Regions from separate parts of the Mus musculus genome. Here region 1 is linked to region 2. The links are chromatin contacts, called in public HiChIP or PLAC-seq maps. All regions are on one chromosome and are shown on one strand. Each heading gives the region's core, a stretch centred on a gene start, on an enhancer-like site or on the middle of the called end of the contact. The rest is flanking DNA. Distances are from core to core; before and after follow the strand shown.

Region 1 (7,304 bases), core at 2,467-4,966, 300 kb after region 2:
ACATGGTGGGTAGAAAATTAATAACATGGTAAGCATCCCATAATACACACGGCCAACTCTGTGATTATAACTTGGGGAAAATTACAGAAATGGGTACATTTGCTCTTAAGGCTAGAGGGTTAGGAATGGAGATTTTCCCCAAAAGTCCTACGGAGGAATAAGCCCATGGCCCACCATATAACAGAAGACATGAGACCTGTGGGGTGCTGCTTCCCAGAGAAGCCAGGCCTGGCATTTGGGGACTTTTGCCCTTTTTCTGCTAGCACACTGCACAGCTGCACTAGAGGGGAAGAAGTTACAGGAGACCTCTCCAATGCTCCCAAAAGCCCAGAACAGTTCTGAGCCCCAAGCCTGACAGAGGTGCTACAGAAAAGGGAGTGGGAGACTGTGAAAAGGCTTATTAAAATTCCAAATAAAACACCAGCGACTTCGGGCCAAGGCTGTACGAGAACGGCAGTAGCTCATATTCGAGGAAGACGAGTGTATTTTAATAGATCACATCAAGAGATTAAAAGAAGACCCAAGCTCTCAGCTAAGGAAGATGCCCATAAAAAGGCATCGAAACAACAACCAAGCAAAAGCAAGCTTCTTCTCGGCTTCACAGAAGAAAAAAATGCTTAAGTAGCTTGGATCAAAAAGCCAATTCTCTGCTATTCCCCATCTACAAACATTCTCAATCTTCAGGCTACATCACACTGACTTCAGAATTAACTAGGTATTTGTTTAAAATGCCGGTATAGATCGATCAGTCGTCTGGATCCAATAAGCCAGTGTGGGAAGTACCCAGGAGTTCAGTGCCTCAAACCACAGCATCTATTCTTGATGTCTGCCTTCAGACTTAGGAGAGGGGCTTCATCGAATCTTGATGGACTCACATACGGTCACAGCCTGAGCTGGCTGTGCCTGTATGAGGTGCTGTCCATGGCTCTGCTCCACACCCCTCCTGTATCTGAGTGCAGCACCTTTGCCTGGGCATCTTCTCACAGGGATATTAATCAACTCCAGACAAAAGTCAGTCCTTGCTTGTGCTGATGTTTTGCTGTTTATATCCCATTGTCCAAGAAAGGCAAAGTTTAGCCCCATGCTGAGGGAGGGGTGAAGCTCAGCTGATGGACCGTCTTGCTCAGACACTCATGTCCGTGGATGAGAAACAGGTATACAAACCTTCCACAGTTAACCCTTTAATGAAATCTTTACTTGGGAAAGAGAAGGTGGGGCAATGAAGGGCATTCTGGATTAGCCGTGGAAAAGAGACCTGCTAGACAGAGATGTAGACAGTGAACTTGGGACTCTAGACACAGGGAAAAGGTCAACACCCATAGCCTCCCTAGTCAAGGAGTTGCAAATGTTATGGAGCAGATTTCAGGAAATAGGAAGTTAGAGGAAGAGCTGTGAAGCACACGCCATCATCACACATTGGAAATGTTTTAGTGCACCAGGAGTATATGCTGGAGAACATCAGAAGTGATCGATCAAAAGGGGCGTCGGCAATATTGTGAAATGTGTTGGGACGCTGCTTACCTCTTTTCTCGTCTTTGAAAGACTTTGTAGTAGATCAGCCTTGAATATGACCTTGAACAAAAGAGACAAGGAAGACACAGTCCAACCAACAAGGACACAAAACCTGAGGGAGTCACCAAGGGATCCTCTAATCTTCAAGTGAACCATTCTAATTCAGACAAGGAATTATGAAGCCACCCTAGTCAATAATAGCTTAGGGACACCTAATACCCACAGATAAAAGGTACTCTCATGTTCTCCAGAAGACTCAGGGGAGTCATAAGGGTAGCTTTCACATGCATCTATGTTACCCACACCATCTGCCTATCATCTATCTGTCTGTCTATCTCTACATCAATATCTTTGAACATAATCATGCAGGTCTGTATCCATACGCTGTCTGCACACTTGCTTACTATCCACATATATGCCAGTCCTTATCAATGTGTTTATAATGGTTGAAAATCAAGGAGTCAACTGGGAGAAAGTCCAGTCTTGAAGATACAGTCTCATGTAATTCAAGTGGATAGTTGAATACCCAACTACTTGTATAGTTAAGGCTGATGATAGTCCTGGCTTGCATGGAACTAAGGGCAAGGCTCTGTAGTGAAGGGTTATAGCAGAGCCAAACCTAGCACTACTATTGAATTCTTATAGGATTAGCAGTACCAACAAGACTAGTGATATTCTGAGACTCACTTGTCTTCTGCCATTTGTACAGACAGCTTCCCATCATAACACTGAGAAGGCCAGGAGAAATCTGAGAAATGTGGGTTAAGAACATTTGAGTTAGACAGTATTTCCCAGAAAAACAGAAGCAATAGGATATAGTATGGGCATATGTGTGGGAGAATGGATGGACGGGTGGATGGATGGATGGGCAGGTGATGGGAAATCGATAACAAATAAGAGACATATTATAGATACTAGATAATTATGATAGAGAGATAATAAATGATAGATGAGAGATGTAATTGATAGATATATGATAGATAATAATAGGTAGGTAGATTGATTGATTGACAATAGATGTGATTGATATGTAGATAATAGGTATGTAGATTGATGATAGATATGACTGATACACAGATAATAGATAATAGGGAGATAATGGATAGATGATTTATTGATTGATTGATAGACAGATAATAGAAAGATAGGCAGATAGGTAGAAGAGAGAGATTATAGAGGCAAAGAGATGGAAAAAGGTATCTATGAGTCAGTCTGAAGCCTATGTTCTTCTTCCCAACCAAGAATCCTCACTGTTAATGCCAAGCCTTCTGACCATCCGATGGACTTCTCTGTGTGATAGAGGGTCCTCGGCTTTAGTCACAGATGCTGTAGTGTTGATGGTGGATGGTCACCACATCATAGCAGTGTCTACCCCACCACTCAAAGATGGTGATTGACAAGAGCCTGGCATACACACATTGAAACAGCTCATAAGTCACATGGGCTTTGAACCTAGGCAGACGTGGGATGCCTCTGCTAAGCAGGCTGGGCCAGGATTAGCCTTCCACTTCACTTCCCTCCTCTCTAGCATGGGAAGAATAAAAAACCCACAAAGAACAGCTGCTGAAGGAGTTACGTGTGCACTCAGAGACCACAGGATCTTGTTACCACCCCTTTGAGCACAGGAGGTGGCAAAGCAGAGAAAATTGGGTGAGCCTGAGAGTCAGGAGAAGGCTCTGAGAGCCAGAACAGAGTTCTGGGGGATGACCCTTTCTTCAAAGCAAGGAGCCCTGGGCTGGATGATGAGACTATCATAGAGCGGCCCCTCTGGGACCTGTCCTAGTTTGACACAATTCCACAGACTACAAGTACCTGATTACAATCAGGAATAGCCACCTCTGCCTGTTTGCTAAGGACAGCACCTCCCCTGGGTGTCTCCATCCTCACAAACAGCTCTGAGGTCACTATCTCCTTCCAGCACACTGCTGACTCTAAAGGGTGCCATTCAAACTCCTTCCTTTCTAGGAACCAGCTGATGACTTGAAGCAGGGTTTTTCCCAAGCCCACGAGCTGGTCCTGTTCTGCTGCCCACCCCCCGAGCACATGCCTTCAGCAGAATCCACAGAGCAGAGAAACAATAAAACCCGGTGCTTTTACTCCTGAGAGTAAATCACGAGACACAGAGCAGGTACAAATGTCCCTGTGACCTACAGCTCTGACGTGCGTAAGGCTGAGGTCACAGCTGACTGGTTGCCAGAGGTTCCTTGGTGACTGCAGAGATCCCGTGTCATTGCTTTGCTGTTATGTAACAGCCGTGACTTGAAGGGCTGCCTGTGCTCATGTGAGGACAGCCACCGTCTTCCAGCACCAGCGCTGGGTCACAAGACACAGACCTCCGTGTGTTGATTTCACATGAGGTCATCTGCCAATTTGACCCATGACAGAAATGAAATCCGGCTTTCCTGGGGGACCTCATTTATCACCCTACCTTTAGCTCTCTGGCTGTTTCATTTGATTACAGAGTAACTGAACCCCTAATAATATCATCAACCAACCACATAAAAAGGGGCAGCCATGAGTCTACGGGGCAGCTCAGGGCCTCATGGTTCCTTCCTCTTCTTGTTAGCTGAAAATAATTCTTGAAGGGGGAAGAAAAACATTTCAAAAAGAACTTTTCTTTTCCCAGAGATTTGAAGCAGGATGTTATTATGTGTCTTCTATTACATTAGGAAACTTTATTAAAACCATCTTTCTCTAGCCTTTTAAATCTGAGGCATGCAGCACACTTGGCAAGCGCACAAATACCTCCATAATGACGAACAGAAATATATATGTGTTTGTAACAGGCACACCATTGTTCTTATAAAATATGGCCCCCTTTCTATACTTTTTCCCTCCTGGCATTTTGGGAAAATAAGCCTTAGATCATTTTGAGATTTATCACCAAACACTTGGAATTCATGAAGCGAAATTGGGGCACAGGTTTCCCTTTCGGCTTCCAGTCTCCGTTGTTCGGTTCACATTGCTTAACTGAAGCCCACATTTGCCAGCCGGGTGCTCCAACAGGACTAGAAATTATTGAGTTTATCAAGTGTGATTTCAGACTGCGTAACATGCTTTGATGGGCTCTCATGGGTGCTACAGCAAGCCAGGCATGCTGTAGGCTCCGTGATCTCACAGAAAAGTTATCTTTTTTTTCCCTCAGCACTTGATCATTTACTGTGCTTTCAATGAGCTCCCAGCATGCCGAGCATCAGCCTCCTGTGAGTGTATCCGCCATCTGCTGCCCCAGCAATGCTAAGTAACAAACAGGAATGTTCAGTTAAACAAAGTGTCCACTGCATCCCCACTTCTGGGTTCCTGCTGATCTGAGTTCTTGCTAGTCAGTGCAGACTGACTAGATGGCTCCGCAGGTTTAGCTGTATTTCCTTGCAAATGAGGGTTTTCAGAGCCATTGCTTGCCTCCAGGGACCTCAGAGAAGAGGATTGAGGCTCAACTTTACTCCACCTGCCTTTCCATTGCTCAGATAAGTTTGTGTGACCAGACAGAGCATCAGAACAAGGAAATGGCAGCACACACAGGTACCTGCTGGTCTCTCTGGCCTTGGAGATGCTGCTACTCACTGGCTACAGTCAGTCACCTGGCTAAAGTCAGAGAGGGAGAGGGTCATAGGTGGATGGGAAAAGGTTTGGCAAGGAGGCAAGTGAATAGGTGGAGAGCTGTGTGTGTCTACTACATAAGTATGCTCCTGAAGGTGTGCACTGGAGAACAGTGGGGTGCGAGCCCAGAGGAAGAGAAGTGTTATGGCCTGTGTGTCTAGGAATGTTCCCTGGTGGAGGTCACAAAACCAGATGCACATTAAGACATGCAACATCCCAAGTAATTGCTGCCACACTGTAGCAGTGACCACTGACGCCCAAGGACTGGGGCTTCGTGTCTGCTCCTACCTGGTGTCTCTGCTTCCTTCTTCCTATTGCTTATCATGCTCTGTACCCCTCAAGAGGAGTTAGTTACCACCACCACCACCACCATGACCACCTCCACCTCCCACTTGTGTCCCTCCTCCTCCTCCTGTGTGCCCAAACACAGCCAGGGCTAACTCATTTCTTCAATACATTGTGCAATTCCAAAGTAGCACTTAGTAAGTGGAAAGGATTTCAGCAAGCACTTCCTCTAATACAGAAATTCCGAAGCCCTCTAAGAAGTGAATTCCACCTAGTTTTTGGGGATAACTGGTCACCCCAGTGCGTGTCCTGGCTTGTCTGAGAACCAGTTACCAGACCCACTTTCTGTTCTCTCTAAACCTAAAAATAAAGGGGCAATTAAATAAGTTTGCCATCAATAGCAACTGAGATGCCTATGTTATTAGTTTCCATCCGGTATCTACCAGACACCCATTTAGGGCTGAGCACTCTACAACCTCTAATTCTTTGCACACTAACCAGTTTTAGGAGATCTTTGTGATAACTACCATCTACTACAAGAAGGAGGAGCTTCTCTGATGAATACTAACAGATGCTCTCTGATCTATGGATGTAGCAATAAGTCATTAAGAGTCAAGGCTAGAAATTGGCACAGATGTTTGGGGGAAGAGGTCCCAGGTTCTTGACTCCAGGTTACCTCCTTCCGTATTCCCAGTCTCACCTGTCTAGGAACACTCACTGGCCTTTCCAGAAAATCCACTTGCCTCCAGGTTGCCCAGCAAAAGCAACTCTGCTACAGCCCAGAACCACAGGACCAGCCAGCACAGTGCCAGCATCAAGGTCTTTTCAGACTGCATGAACAAAGCACCAAGTTTCAAAGGCTTGCAAGCTAAGAAAATTACAAAGTAGCCATGGGGACCCCTCTCTTCCACCAAACTGAGGTATTCACATCCAATGGGCTTCTGAACCACCCACTTACTGCTTCACAGAGCATCACCTTCTTCAGTGTCTTCCCGTTGGGGCAGCTGGCCCCTGTATGTTCTAATAAAGACACTGAATTCACAATCAGGTCCTGATCACCCCCCACCCATCACACCTCTCAATGCTATCACACTGGGTTTGGGCTGTCCCATGGCAATTATGGAAAGATGCTGACATTTAGACCTAGGCAGAGATAATTGACAGGTAGGTGGTAGATCAATAGATATATAGATAGATGACAATAAAGGATATGTGCATAAATAGATAGTAAATTGATAGATTACAGATGGTAGACAGATTGAAGAAATATAGGTAGATAATATTTAGATAAATGATAGCTATAGACTGATAGATGATAAGTAGGTGACATTTATAATAAATTGAAGAAAGGCAGAAAAATAAATTATAGATAATATTTATAGGCAGCAGATAGAATAGTGATTGATAGATAAATGGAAGAAAGGAAGGAATAGAGGGAGAAAGAAAGGGAGGGAGGGAGGAGAATGAGCCTAGAGGGAAGTGTCTGGGGTGTACTGTTGTTACTGTTACTACTGTGGCTACTGTTGCTACTGTTGTTACTATTGCTACTGTTGCTAGTGTTGTTACTATTGCTTACTGTTGCTACTGGTGTTGCTGTTTCTGGTGAGCAGAAAATTTTTTGTTTGTTTTTTGTTTTTTGGTTTTGTTTTGTTTTGTTTTGTTTTTTTTGAGACAGGGTTTCTCTGTGTAGCCCTGGCTGTCCTGGAACTCACTCTGTAGACCAGGCTGGCCTTGAACTCAGAAATCTGCCAGCCTTTGCCTCCCAAGTTCTGGGATTAAAGGCGTGCGCCACCCATTTAATTCATATCTAAGGAGAGAGCTCTGGTGGTTGATAAGATTTCAGATGGCAGGTTTTGTTTTTTGTTTTTTTTTAAGAAGATGCCAATATTGTAAGTCAATCTAAAAGG
Region 2 (7,080 bases), core at 2,366-4,865:
CTGAGACTTATGGTGACAATATTGCCATGGGCCCTGCTGGGATTCATCCTTTTAAAAGTTCTCGAACAGAGAGAAGGTGGTTACAGGTACAGCTGTGATTTGCATTTCTTTGGTAACTGCCAAGGCAGAGCTTTCTCTCCTTGCTCTTTGTATCCCGTTGTTGATTTACTATTCACAGCTCGAGCTGTTTCATTCTCTGTGACTGTCTGTGAGTGAACTTACCTATGATGGCCATTAACACTCCGTCTTGTCAATAGAATGCAGGTGTCCTACTCTTTCTTATTTATCTCGTTGCTGTTGTTTTTCATCTTCTATATGGTGAACACGTTGTAGTGGAAAGTGTGTTATCCATCTCTGTGACAGACTGTGCATTTGTATCCTTCAGTGTTGTGTCTTATAAAAAAAAGAAAAAGAAGCCAGGGATATGTTTGGTGGAGACACAGTTTGGTGTGGGGGAAGAAGGTGCCTCGGCAGGCCCATGCTGAGGCATCCCTTCCCGCTGTGGTACCAGCCACAACGCCATGGGTATATAGTATGGAATAGAGTTTATTTGGGGCATGGGGAGGGGAGTTGAGGGGTTAGTAGAGACAGAGAAAGGGAGAGAGAGAGAGAGAGGGAGAGGGAAAGGGAGAGGGAGAGGGAGAGGGAGAGGGAGAGGGAGAGGGAGAGGGAGAGGGAGAGGGAGAGGGAGAGGGAGAGGGAGAGGGAGAGGGAGAGGGAGAGAAGAGAAGAGAAGAGAAGAGAAGAGAAGAGAAGAGAAGAGAAGAGAAGTAGAGGCCGGCCATGAACACATGGAGAGAGATGGAAAAGGGGAATGGGGAGAGAAGGTACAGACAGGGAAGAGAAGGAAGGAGTAAGAAGAACAAGATCAAGAGAACAACGAGGGGTCAAGCAGCCCCTTTCATAATGAGTCAGGCACACCTGGATGTTGCCAGGTAACTGGGGGGGGGGGGGGGGAGTGGAGAGTAGAATAAAGGTCAACATCCAGAACCTGTGTTTGGACTTTGAGTGTTTTGGGGGGGGGGGAGTGAAGGGAGGGTAGCGCTGTGCATGTCAGGGTGAGCAGGGAGGGATCCCTCAGCAAACGGGATAGGAAAGCTTCAGCTGGCTCTTCTCCCTACCATGGAAGGAAACAGTGAGAAGACTGTACACAAACCACAAAATGATTCTCAGTGGACCCCACATCTGCTGGTGGCTCCCCAGCAGGCAGAACGAAGAGCGACATGTGCCTGCTAGCCTGTCAGGATTCTTCCTAACAGCAGGCCGAACTCATGAAGACAGCTCCTTTTGTAATATCACTTTCTATTTAGCATACCCTTTCCAAGCTTGTAAGAAACACTTTTTAAAAAATCTTTCTTTTAAAATGAACTTTTGCTTTCTAGTTCTCAGCTCATTTTTCTTTTGATACATGATGGCTTTTAATAAGTCTTTCCCTGTCCCCTTTCACTACATGAAAGCTTCTTTAAGTAGCCAGTTGGGGATGAGCCATAGTCCAGCTCATTCTAACTCAGTTATTGAACAGCCCAAGTTCCAAGATGCTACTCCTAGGGCACAATGTATCAGACAAGGGATGGGAACATAATACGTGTACCAAGGGGACACTCTTTGTCTATCAGTGGGTCACCAGTGTGAATGACCTCCTAGATCTGATCCTATTCTTTGCATGACACTCCATGAAGCTCTTTAAAAGAACATGCTCTTCAGGAGGACATGCAAATGATGCATGGGTTTGAGATGGATTTTCTGTGCATTCAACATGATTATCTAAGTGGTCTACAGCAATGAATTTTAAACACATTCTGTCTGCAGACATCAATAGATAAGTTTCAGTCTGGTGAGAACGGGGGGAGGCACAGTGAGAGGGAACATTATGGCCACCACACATGCCTCTCTTTCTGTCTGGACTCAGGGTGGAAGTCAACATGACAGTCACAGGGTTGCACAGGTAGCTCCGAGGGTAAAAGCACTCATTGAATAAGCTGGAGAAGCTGAGTTTGAATGCCCAGCACCAGCATAAAGGTAGGCATAGATTCATGTGTTACACCTCCAGCAATGGGAGGTAGAGATAAGAGGATCCTGGAAGTTCTCTGACTGCCCAGTTTCTGGTTCAGTGAGAGACTGTTTCAAGACACAAACGCAGAGAGAATGGAGGAAGACATCCAATGCTTTCCTCTGGCTCCACATGTATACATGCATACCTGCACACTCATGTGCATGTACCACACACACTCATATGCATGCACACTCACATGAATGTGTCACACACTCATATGCATGCACCATGCACACTCACATGCATGTACCACACACAATCACATGTATGCAACATGCACATATGCATGTACTATATACACTCACACACATGCACCACATGCACTCACATGCATGTACCATGTATACCTGCGTATAGCACATATACTCACATGCATGTACCACATACACTTACATGCATACACCATACACACTAACATGCATACACCACTCATATGTATGCACCATGCATACTCACATGTATGCATCACACACTCACATGCATGTACCATGCACACTCGCATGCATGTACCATGTATACATGTGTGTACCACACATACTCACATGCATGTACCACACACTCATATGCATGTACCAAATACACTTACATGCATATACCATACACACTAACATGCATATACCATACACACTAACATGCATATACCACACACATGCATGCACAATGCATACTCACATGCATGTACCATGCACATTCAAATACTCACTCATCCCAAAACAGAGGAAGAAACAAAAGAAGGAAAATGTGGCTGCCACAGACTGGCATCTTAAATCACAAATTTTCTTTTATTTTTTTCTTGTAAGTGTTTGTGCCTTCCTGAACTCTATACATCCAGCCTGTAAAGATGGATGCATCTAAAGAATATTGATGGTTTCCAGGGTGCACTCTGGGCAAGTGCTCCCTCTGTCCAGGCCATTGGACAGCAACCCTCACTCTACAGTGAGCAGACTGAAGCTGTTGCTCAGAGTTATTCTTTAAAGCCAGATGAGGATGGGGTAAGTGTGTGTGTGTGTGTGTGTGTGTGTGTGTGTGCGCGCGCGTGCGCGCGCTTCAGTCAGTAAAGTACATGCTATATAAGAATGAGGCCCTGAGCTCAGATTCCCAGTATCCATGTAAAAATGCTGCATACAATGAGCATACAGTCCATGCTTTGGGGAGGTAGAAACAGGAAGATCCCAAGATCAGCAAGTCAGCCTCATTAGTAAGGGAACTTAATTCAAAGATGAAGATGGAGAATAGTTGAGGAAGAAACCTGATATCAACCTCTGGCCTCCATACACGCACATATGCACACCTAAATGCACAAACATACACACACACATGTGCACGTACACACACATGCACACCTAAGTGCACACACACACACACACACACATACACACACCAGATGGGGAGTCAGGACCTAGACAGCAAAAAAAAATCTAACTGCACTCTTGCCCTGTGCATCACACACTCAAGTCTTTGCAGCAGGACTTCATCCTTTCAGACAAAATGGAACCTTCCTGAGCAGATCTCCCCGCTAATGGCGCTGACAGGCAGAGGCTGTCAGGCCACATTCCTACAGCTGTGGTGCATCGCTCCTTTCCAGAAACCTCACAATGCGCCTCATTTGTATTCTTCCTCTTTCTCAGGGAATGAAGTGGATTTCAATTTCTTTTCATTTATTTGAACTAAAGATTAGGTCTCTCGTTTGTTTTATTGCTTTCATTCTGAAGAGAAAGAGCGATGAATGCATCCATGAAATATTTCAGGGAAGAATAGAGCCGGGAATTCTCCATTAGCCCCATGCGGCCATTGTGTTTCCCCCTCTCAGCCGCAGGATTAAAGTTTGCTTCTATGGACATGAATGCTGCCATTTCCTTCTGAGAAATCACCCTTCTGTGTGTTTTTGTTCTGCTTTTTCAGTTCGGCTGACCTTGGATGCTGGGTGACTACACTTAGTAGAGTTACAAAATGCAAAATAAAAATAAAAAGACCATTCTGAAAGGGAAGTCTGGTTTTGGTGGCTGTTTTTTTTTTTTTTTTTTGAATATTCAAAACTATTCTGAGTCCTGTATGCATTGCAGACACATCCAACTCAGACCACTCTGAGTCTTACTGCTAAAAAAAAAAAAAAAAAATGTCCTTTGGGGAGCAGAGAGATGGCTCAGAGGATAAAGCCACTTGCCACCAAGCCTAATGACCTGAGTTTGCTCCCCAGAATTCACATGGTAGAAAGCACAAACTGACTCCTGCAGATTGTCTTCTGTCTGCCACCTGTGTGCCTTGGGGTGCAACAGCCCTTGGAATAAAATAAATAAATCTAATAAGATGTTTGAACAGCTCTTGAAATTCTATTTTCCTGTGTATTTATGTGTATATACTTACATACATATATACACACATACATGTGCACGTTCATGTTGGTGCACATGCATACAGGTGCAAATGCATATGTGTACAAATGGACATAGATGGTAGAGGTTGGCCATGAACAAATTTGGTGGAAATTCCTGACTCTTCCTGTGGGAACAGGCTGCTCAGAATGGCATGAATGTCTATTTGATGTTCTATTTTCATAGCCTTATGTGTCCCAGTATCTGTATTATTTTCATTCCTCTCAGCCCTTTTTGGAAGAATTTTAACAATGCACACAACTGAAAAAGAGTCAAAGATATCTTGAAACCAAAGATGTTTCCAGAAAATGTTCCCATGTTTAAAGTACAGTTCAAAATGGCTTGCTGTGGTCAGTGCTCAGTATCCCTTGAAGGAAGAAAGAAGACATTTTAACATGAGTTTCAAGTCACAATCTAAACTGAGACAAGTACCTTTTGGTAATTTTGGATCTACAACTTCTATCATGTCTAACATCTAAATGTCTCACTAAAATGGAATACCACCATCACCACTGTGTCTTCAGAGGCTCACATAGTATCATACTGAATGCAACAGTCACCACTGAGACTAGCTTGTTTCCCACATGTTGCCTCCAAACCACACAGCTAAGGTTACTATCAATTCCCTGAATGGCAAGACCAGGGAAGGAGCAGACCAGTAGTCCCAGAGGATGCCTCATTGGGGAAGTCAGCCACTCTCTTATAGTCCAAGAGATGAGGCAGTGCTCCATGATAAAAACCCAACAGACACTAAAAGATAAGTTCATGCTCAATAGAGTCAGGACAGTGCAAATGGTGTGTGTGTGTGTGTGTGTGTGTGTGTGTGTGTGTGTGTTAGAGAGTTGTCTCTAACATAAAAAGGACAACCAGAAACAGAACAGTCCTTGATGATATCCTGCTGTGACCAGTGCCCATATTTAAGGACACAGGTTCCAGAAGACCAATAGACAGAGAACTGTGCGATTTAGAACTGGAGACCTTTTAGAACCTCCTTGTGGTTCTTGAACCTCTAGATGTTAGAGACATATGATTTATTTCAAGCTCAAAAATACCCTTCAATGTGTCTAGAGATAGGATTTGACTCAGGCTAGGAAAGAACTGAGGGACACAAGTTAGCAGGGTATGATGCCCTATATGCCATAGAGCACAGTGCTCAGCAGCCTTCTAAGCAACAAGAAGAAAGTTGGGTTTTGATGGCTTTTTTTTAATATTCAAAAATATTTTGAGTCATGTATGCATTGCCTTCTTAGCCAAGACGTGGCATCCTGTGCTGGTTAAGATTCTAACTCATTTTACAGATGAACCCCTGAGCCATAGACAAAAGCCAGATGTGAGGTTTGTAAACTTAAGGAAGAAACACTGAAACAGTGGGGAGATTCCTGGAAGTGTGAGCAGGCTTTCTAAGCTGTCCACCATTGCTTACTTCATATGTCTAAATAAAACCCAAGGCTTGGAAAGGAACAGGCCCAAGGGACATCAGGAGATCCAGGACTATGATTTCTGCACCAGGTGAGATCTCTTTACCTGCTCCTTGATGCTTTTTTCCCCCTGTGGAAAGTCCTACTGTGGCTGAGTGGGTTTGCTTTTAAAATTAATTCATTAGTTCATTAAAACATCATTTTGGTGATAATGGATTGAGATGTTCTTAATAGACATCATTTCTGGTGTGTGGTGTTGCAGTAAAGTAGGAGCAGTGAGCATCTCTGAGCCTGATGAATTTGGCTGAGAATCAACGGGGGGGGGGGGGGGGGGAGAAGAAGGAAGGAAGGAAGAGAGACAGGAAGGAAGGAAGGAAGGGAGAGAGGGAGGGAGGGAGGAAGGAAGGAAGGAAGGAAGGAAGGAAGGAAGGAAGGAAGGAAGGGAGAGAGGGAGGGAGGAAGGAAGGAAGGAAGGAAGGAAAGAAAGGAAATAAAGAAAGAAAGAAAGAAAGAAAGAAAGAAAGGAAGGAAGGAAGGAAGGAAGGAAGGAAATAAGAAAGAAAGAAAGAAAGAAAGAAAGAAAGAAAGAAAGAAAGAAAGAAAGAAAGAAGGAAGGAAAGAAGGGAAGAAGGAAAGAAGGGAGGGAGGAAGGAAGGAAAAAGAAGGAAGGAAGGAAGAGAGAAAGGAAGGAAGGAAGGAAGGCAGGCAGGCAGGCAGGTGTAAAACAGGAAGACAGAAAGACAGAAAAGTCAAGTAAAAACTAAACACTCATCATCAGCTGCTCAGAAAAGCACAGCCTTGACTAAAGCTCAGCACCTTGTGTACTCTCCCAGAAACTGGATACATCTAGCAATGCAGGATTCTGCTAAGACCTTAGGTGGTAGCTGTCTACCTCACCGGATGGCTTAGGTGAAGTTCTGTTGATCTCTACAGATTGATCTCCTATGAACCAACCACAGGGTCTCTTCATTCACAGTTCTCAGTGTTGAGGTGACTAGAAATATATTCTTCTTTTTGATGATCCCAGCCCATCTCAGCTGCTCTCATTCAGGTCTATCCTAGCAGACATGTCTAGCTGAATGAAGAAGTCAGTCAGGGGCAGAGGAGATAGTTCCATTTGTAAAGCATGGGGACCTGAGATTTGCTCCTTGTTACACACATGTCAAAAGCCAGGCAGGGTGGTAGTAATATGTCTTTGTAATCCTGGTGATAGGGACTAGATGCAGGTTCATTCCTC

The links. HiChIP or PLAC-seq counts read pairs in DNA pulled down with a chosen protein or histone mark.
Region 1: an H3K4me3 HiChIP or PLAC-seq map of bone marrow-derived macrophages shows a contact between it and region 2, with 5 times the contacts expected there. The contact joins two enhancer-like sites. A contact is called at or near these places in 2 of 115 datasets of contacts at active chromatin or transcription factors (bone marrow-derived macrophages and large pre-B cells).

Annotation. Positions count from the first base shown.
Region 1 is chr8:11,094,940-11,102,243 of GRCm38.p6, forward strand. No RefSeq gene overlaps it. Among named protein-coding and RNA genes, the nearest start is that of Gm15418, 89 kb to the right of the region's middle. Within about 2 kb of position 3,717, at least 113 of the 459 cell types and tissues checked have an H3K27ac peak or open chromatin away from gene starts, as enhancers often do. A contact at or near this core is called in bone marrow-derived macrophages, where this site is marked.
Region 2 is chr8:10,790,841-10,797,920 of GRCm38.p6, forward strand. No RefSeq gene overlaps it. Among named protein-coding and RNA genes, the nearest start is that of Gm32485, 23 kb to the right of the region's middle. Within about 2 kb of position 3,616, at least 41 of the 459 cell types and tissues checked have an H3K27ac peak or open chromatin away from gene starts, as enhancers often do. A contact at or near this core is called in bone marrow-derived macrophages, where this site is marked.